Regions from separate parts of the Mus musculus genome. Here region 2 is linked to region 1. Evidence: chromatin contacts called from public HiChIP or PLAC-seq data. All regions are on one chromosome and are shown on one strand. The core of a region is the stretch at or near the end of the contact, and the rest is flanking DNA. Distances in the headings are between cores, read along the strand shown. Region 1 overlaps Tlk1 (tousled-like kinase 1). Region 2 overlaps Mettl8 (methyltransferase like 8).

What was found. HiChIP or PLAC-seq counts read pairs in DNA pulled down with a chosen protein or histone mark.
Region 2: a contact with region 1 is called in an H3K27ac HiChIP or PLAC-seq map of epiblast stem cells, with 5 times the contacts expected there. The contact joins two enhancer-like sites. A contact is called at or near these places in 6 of 484 Hi-C or Micro-C datasets (B cells, bone marrow-derived macrophages, cochlea and 2 more), 12 of 115 datasets of contacts at active chromatin or transcription factors (bone marrow-derived macrophages, embryonic basal ganglia, embryonic stem cells and 5 more) and 3 of 9 other capture datasets (adipose tissue, embryonic stem cells and liver).

Annotation. Positions count from the first base shown.
Region 1 is chr2:70,804,522-70,808,495 of GRCm38.p6, reverse strand. The region is part of intron 1 of Tlk1 (tousled-like kinase 1); the gene reads left to right. Among named protein-coding and RNA genes, the nearest start is that of Tlk1, 19 kb to the left of the region's middle. Within about 2 kb of position 2,320, at least 13 of the 459 cell types and tissues checked have an H3K27ac peak or open chromatin away from gene starts, as enhancers often do. A contact at or near this core is called in epiblast stem cells, where this site is marked.
Region 2 is chr2:71,025,102-71,028,646 of GRCm38.p6, reverse strand. All of the region lies in intron 1 of Mettl8 (methyltransferase like 8), which reads left to right. Among named protein-coding and RNA genes, the nearest start is that of Mettl8, 29 kb to the left of the region's middle. Within about 2 kb of position 1,591, at least 24 of the 459 cell types and tissues checked have an H3K27ac peak or open chromatin away from gene starts, as enhancers often do. A contact at or near this core is called in epiblast stem cells, where this site is marked.

The DNA.
Region 1 (3,974 bases), core at 1,071-3,570:
GCTGTGATGTAGGTGTCGGTTTTATTTCCATAAGGCTGTCCTGTTGTACCAGCTTCATTTGTCCTCTGCTGGTTTTCATAGTGCTATCAGTTTTATACATGAACTGTCTGGACCCAACTCTTGGTGCGGACTGTCATTTGTTTTTGTGTGAGAACCGAATGTCTTAGTGCAGTGTCATAATAAACTGGATGGTTACCAAAACAGCCTTGCCTACTTTTTGGTAGGCAGAATTCTAAAAAGTGACATGATGAAGCCGAAAAGAGAAACAGATTGAAATGCAACAACAGAGGTCAGAAAAAACTAGCCCCCTCTTTCCTGCTTGACCATGCTTAGTTTTGAAACAGGGCCTTCCTTTTTTTTTTTTTTTTTTAAAGATTTATTTATTTATTATATGTAAGTACACTGTAGCTGTCTTCAGACACACCAGAAGAGGGAGTCAGATCTCATTAGGGATGGTTGTGAGCCACCATGTGGTTGCTGGGATTTGAACTCAGGACCTTCGGAAGAGCAGTCGGGTGCTCTTACCTGCTGAGCCATCTCACTAGCCCCCAGGGCCTTCCTTTATAGCTGAGGCTGGTCTCAAACTGACTCAGGAAGATTTAACGGTATGAACTAGAAATGCAGATAAACCACAGAAGATAAGTCCAACCTCCAACCAGTAAATGGAAATGGGGACCTTGGGCCTATAAACTGAGCTATACCTACATTCTGAATGGATGTAGAAGCAGGTTTTCCTCTGTAATCATTACTTTTTGTACTGCTGTAATATTTGTCAGAATACTGTTGTAATTGGAATATTTGACAGGAACTTATGAGAGAGGAAACATGAGTTTGTGCATGGTTCAGATTAGTGTCATGGCAAAGAGGGTGGCAGCAGCTGTTCCTACCAGGTTGTCTTAAAGATGCCATAGCTTTCGGCTGGAGTCTGAGCACATAAACATTAGTGGGCAATTTCCGATTCACCCTGTAGCATCTCTTATAGCAGCTCGACAGCTATATAGCCTAGTTGCCAGTGATTTCATATTTATAAACTCTAAGCAGAGACCCTGGCGGTAATTTGTAAGTGTGCAATAGAAAATTTGTATGGACTTCTGATTTTCTTCAGGATTGTTATTGATTAATTTTAGCTCTTGAAAATTATACAAAAAAGTAAAAACAGTTAAAACACCATCAACCTATTTGAGATTACACATTAAATTTATAGACCATTCTAAAAAAATAATGAGTATTCCAAATCATATATGCAGTATCCCATTTCTGTTAATAATTTATAATTTCTCCATAATGATCACATAATTATTGTTAGGCTTCTAGGTGTTTTATGCCTTTCAGTGTGATTATAAATTATGTCTTCTTAGACATTATTTTTGGTTTATTGCTGATAATGCAGAAACAGTTAATATTTTATGTTGACTTGATAACTAGTAATCTTGCTTATAATTCTTTTTACTCTCAAATTTATTTGCATTTCTGTCAGCATATATGGGTGATGAAGGTGATTGGTTCATCTTTTGCAGTTTGTAGTTTTTGTTGTTCTAGATTTAACATTGACCGATTAAGTGTTATAGTGGACCCATTGTCTTGTATTTCACAATCTTTTAGTATTTTGCAATTTGGTGTTTTGGTATTTTTGATCTGTCACCTTTAGTTGAAGGAAATTTCTTTGTGTACCTAATTAATGGCTCTTGTTTAAATAATGAGTGTTTTCATTAAACGCGTCTTTATCTATTTAGATAAATAACTTTTTTCTAAGTCTTTTAAATGAGGTCATATGAGTGTGTTTTGCTTTGTTTTTGTTTTGTTTTTTTGTTTTGTCACTGTGACAGATACCTGAAAGGCAACATTCTAAAGATGTATTTGGGCTCATGGTTGCAGAACTTGGAGCACTTGGAAACCAGGTGTGGTGTGGTGTGGTAAATCTTCTCCCAAATATGCCCCAGCAATGAAAACACGACACAATTAATATGAATACATGCTGTGCGCCTAGACTGGGCAGATGTACTGCTATACTACCATCTTCCACATCTATGAGACCCCTTAGAACTTGCGGTTTCTCCAGGCCATGTGCTGCTGCTCCGCTTTTCTTCTTCTTCCTCCTCCTCTTTCTCTCCGTCTCAGACCTCCTTCTTTTCTTTTTGCGCCACCTTCCCTCTCTCTGCCCAAATGTCAGTCTTCTTTATTTTACAAATTAAGGTGGGAAGAAGGTTTACAGGAAATCACCTGAGTGCTGACTCATTCCTTGTTCACAGTCCCTCTCTGGGGAATGGAATTAACATCAAAATAATTAGCCCCAGGGCTATCCACAACTCAGGTGTGCTAAGAGAATCAAGCCACACTGCACTTTCCTTTTTTCCTTGTGTCTCATCCAGGCCCAGCCTCTAGGATGATGCTACCGATACTGAGGTGGGTCTTCCCACTGAGTACTTTCAGGGTAGGGGTGTTTTCCTTAACTCGAAACACTTCTCAGCCTACTCCCATGATTAACTCCTATAATGTGGGATTGCTACTGCTCTTAATTGAATCAATCTTGCCTTCCTGACAACAGCCTAGTTTTGAAATTATTACTACTTATATGCAAATTGCTGAATAGTTTTTATCTTAGCCAGGGTTTCTATTCCTGCACAAACATCATGACCAAGAAGCAAGTTGGGGAGGAAAGGGTTTATTCACCTTACACTTCCTCACTGCTGTTCATCACCAAAGGAAGTCAGGACTGGAACTCAGGCAGGTCAGAAATCAGGAGCTGATGCAGAGGCCATGGAGGGATGTTCCTTACTGGCTTGCTTCCCCTGGCTTGCTCAGCTTGCTTTCTTATAAAACCCAAGACTACCAGTCCAGGGATGGCAACACCCACAAGGGGCCCTCCCCTGTTGATCACTAATTGAAAAAATGCCCCACAGCTGGATGCATGGAGACATTTCCCCAACTGAAACTCCTTTCTCTGTGGTAACTCCAGCCTGTGTCAAGTTGACACACAAAACCAGCTAGTACAGTTGACCCCTTGTCAACTTGACACACAAACACACGACTATTAAACCTCAACCCTTACTTTCTTATTCATCTCCAAGATCTAAATAACCTTAAAAGTCCCACAGTCTTTGCAAATTCTTACATATTGAAATTTCAATTCCTTTAAAATATCCATTCTCTTTTAAAATCCAAAGTCTTTTTACAATTAAAAGTCTCTTAATTGTGGGCTCTACTAAAATAATTTTCCTTCAAGAGGGAACAATATCAGGACACACTCACAATCAAAAGCAAAATCAGAACTCCAACCATCTAATGTCTGGAATCCAACTCACGATATTCTGGGCTCCTCCAAGGGCTTGGGTCACTTCTCCAGCCCTGTAGCACACACCTTGTCTTCTAGGATCCAGATGGCCTAAATTGCACTGCTGCTGCTGTTCTTGGTGGTCATCTCATGGTACTGGCATCTTCAAAACACTGCTGTCTTCGGCTGTAACTTGGCTTCACCAATAGCTCTCATAGGCTTCCTTCATGGTGCCAAGCATCAACTCCTTTGCATGACCCCTTCAGTCCTGGGCCATCAGCTGCAACTGAGGCTGCACCTTCACCAATGGCCTTCTGCAGCCTCTCACAGTGCCCAGCCTCAGCTGCTCTTAATGACCCCTTCATGTCTTCAAAACCAGTACCACCTGGGTGACTCTTACACATTACCAAGTCCAGCCACAGCCCAAGGTACAACATTAGCTATCTCCGGAACACAGCCTCTGTGCTCTCAGAAAACACTTCCCAGAAGATTTCACCTCAATAATGCTGGTCTTTTCTTAATCACTGCTAATTTCTTAGCTCCAGCTAACCAGCATCAATAGTCCCAGTAATGCAAAGTTTTCACTTTAGTAGTTCTGGTATCTTGTTAATCACAGCTGATTCTTCAGCCCCAGCTAACCAGAACCACAGAATCTTCACAGTCAAAATAGCAACAGCCCTGATAAGAGTCTTTCATCTTCCCT
Region 2 (3,545 bases), core at 342-2,841, 220 kb before region 1:
TCTCTCTTTCTTCTCTCCTTCTTTTCTTTCCACCCTCTGCATGCTGGTTCTTACCTGAAATGTCCTAGCTTTTACCTTTTTCTCCCTGGCTAGCCCTTACTTTTTTTATTTTCTATTTTTGTTTTTTTGGTGTGTGTGTGTATGTGTGTATGTATGTATGTATGTGTGTATGTATGATATACCCGTGTTTATGCACATTTGCATATGTGTGGTCACACATGTGTGGGTACAGGTGCATGTGGAGGCACAGGTGGATGTCAGGAATCACTCCCAATTAGGTTTCCGCCTTATTCAGTGAGGAAGGGTCTCTCAGTCAAACCAGGGGCTCACCAATATTGTAGGTCTCAGTAGCCAGCTTGCTCTGGGAGCCTGGAAGACTAGAAGGCCAACGGAAATGTAAAGACTGCTCATGGTATTTCAAAGGGGCCAGGACTGTACTGGGAACTAGAGTTGTGAGAGACTACTCATGTTCTATATTAATGTCCTTGGCCTGAGCAGAGCATAGTATAAATTCAAGCTGAAGACAAATTGGCTAAAACATCTCCACTTTCTGAGGCTGGAATTACAGGGAAGCCGCAGTATGTATCCGCTCACAGTATGTACGTGGGTTCTGGGCATCTGAGCTCCTGTCCCCATATATGCACTGCAAGTGCTTTAACCACTGAGCCATCTCTCAACCCCCTGCTCATTCTTCTTTGCTCAACATAAATACTGCAGGTATCGGGCAGTCCTGAGACACAGGCAGTAACTCACAGCTCACCGTAACACAGGCACCGCTTACCCACTCTTCCGTGCTTTAACACTGGACCACACTTGCTTCTGCTCCGCTTCGCCTTTACCGCACACTGTCTACAATTCATAAGGTTCCGTTTTGTTTTGAGCGGGTCTCATTGTATATCCTAGGACCTTGTTGGGTTGGTTGCTCAGGCTGGCCTCAGACTTGAAATCTTCCTGCCTCAGCCTAAGTGTTGAGAATATGAATGTGAGCCCTCAGAACCAGCAATTATAGTTCTTTAAAATAGAATTATGCAGTGCTATAGCCTCTGCCAGAGTAAATCGCATCTGATTTTGAGTTTGTAGATATACATTCATTTGGATGTATGTCATCTATTCATTGACGATATAGCTCAAGTTTTTCAGATCTAATATGCGTTCATGACATGAAATTTTTATAATATTCTCTTCTCAGCCAGGACAAGCTTATTGATAAAGGAAGTCCAAACATGACCAAGTAAATCTTGCATATGGGCACAAGTGTCTCTAAAGAGAAAGACCTCAACAGGGGATGGGAAAGCAGGGTAGAACTCCAGGGTCTTAGCCATGGGAACTTTGAGCACACTTGTAACGGCTGCTAATAGGTGTGCATGCATGTGCCTTAGGGCCATTTATCAGCACACCAAACCAACTAACAATGAGAGGGCTGAGTTAGCAGAGCCAGGCTGACCCCAGGACAAGCTGCAAACTGGCAGTTTGGGAGACTAGGCCTAAGCTTCTGTTTCCCAGAAAGGAGAACCAGGAACCTGTGGTCAGTCCACTGCAGCCGCAGGCAGCCAATCGGAGGACGCCTTGTCTTCTGGCCTGAAGTAAGACTGGGTAGCTTGAATGAGTGAGCCACCAGAAGTCGCCAGAGCCTAACCAATTGTCAGGCCCCTGGAGATAGAGCTAACCAATCAACTTAAAAGGGCACACGCCCCTCCTGGAATTCTCCTACCTGACAATAAAAGCTGGGTCCACCAGAGGTCTCCATTCCCAAATGGGGAGACCCCTACATGCAGGAAATTCAGCTAAATAAAAGCTCTTTGCTTTTGCATACTATTTGAGTCCAGCAAATCATGGACCCTAACATTACCTCCAAATGTTACTGTAGCATAGACATGTAAAATACCAATTGGATGAGTTTAAACGAGTTTTATTCTGATCCATCATAATGTATGTGATGACATTCCCAGAGTATCTAAAATAATAATCCCTTCAGATATTTTGGATTGGTGGGAATTCCTGAAGTCCCTAACTTAGTCTCTTATTCCTGAGTCCTTTGTGTGGGAAAAGACTGATGTAGCCACCTCTCAGGACGATCCCGGAAAACACTAACCATGAGATTCCCATTTTGAAGCTGCAGGGTGACTGACGTCATAGCATGATCAAAGTGCTCTGCAAGCACTTACTGTAATTATTGTTGTTGTTCTGTTCCTGCTAATAACCTTATTTATACCCTGAAATTATAATCATGCAAAGAAAGATTAAAACAAGATGTGCAAGTTGCGGAGCTGTTTGCCTTGCAGATGGTCACCCTCGGAGTTCTCTGAAATTGCCAGGGTTAATTGAAGCTTCAGCTTTCGCCCCAGTGTAGTTGATACTTAAGTGTTTCTTACCTGTCGACTTTTACTCTCCAAAATAGTGCAACAATAGCACTTTAATTCCCTCTCGTTAATGCTAACCTCTCGGGTAATGTTTAGCGTGGCTCTATCTAGATGATGTTTGCGCCTCTGACTAAAACCTTTGCACCAGCTTCCCAGCTGAGAAGAAAAGCTAAACAGTTACAGAGGTGATTTGCTTATTTCAAAGCGGCTCAGAACCTAGGAAACTCTGAAGTGGAGTTAACTTTTAAGTGGTGGGCAGACAGTTAGCATCTGATTAGCACGCCTCTCTCCTCTCCCCTGGCTTTCAGGGAGCCGAGACAACTGGGAATCATTCTTGGGGAGTCTTACAAATAGGTTTTGCCTGGAGTCGGCACATTGCTCCAGGGGTAGCTCTTGAAAGTTTCCTATGAACAGAATTTCTTGCTCTGTTTCCTTGGCGTGCCTCTCAGCCCTGGAACCCCTTGTAAACTTAGGATCAAGCTTAAAAAGCCAGGAAGTTAAGACCTCTTCCTTCCTCTGTGAGGCCGTGCTGCTTGCCCAGTGGAAAAACCTGTGGTAAAATGTGACTTTCAGTGATGCAAGGGCCCTTTGCCTGTCTCTTGAGGTTTGAGCTCTGCAAAGAAAATGTACTCTCCTTGTCTGGGGCTGGGAGCTCCCAGCTGCATTCCTTGTTGACTGATGAAGGCCCAAGAGAAGATGCAGCAGTGAGAGGAGGAGGGAGAGAAGGAACTCTGGGCTTCCTTAAATCAGTTGCAAAAAATTAGCAACTGGGTGAAAACCCAAGAATCAGTACTGGGATACCTTTGGTAGATGTGGCATTCAAAAGTAGTATGCACATGAGTCTCTCTCTCTGTCTCTCTGTCTCTCTCTCTCTCTCTCACACACATACACACACACACACGCACACATATACATATATATTCTCTAATATATGTATATATTTTAGTGTTTTATAAGTAATATATGTTTTATAAATAAAATATTTATTTAAAAAATGCTGTTCTAACACAAAAGGGTAGAGCCGAGGGAGAGAGGGAGGGAGGGAAGCAAGGAGGGAGAGAGGGAGGGAGGGAAGCAAGGAGGGAGGGAGAGAGGGAGGGAGGGAAGGAAGGGTAGAATGTGGCTTCTATGTTAGACTACTTACATTGGATTCATCTGTTCTTTTTTTTTTAATTTTTATTTATG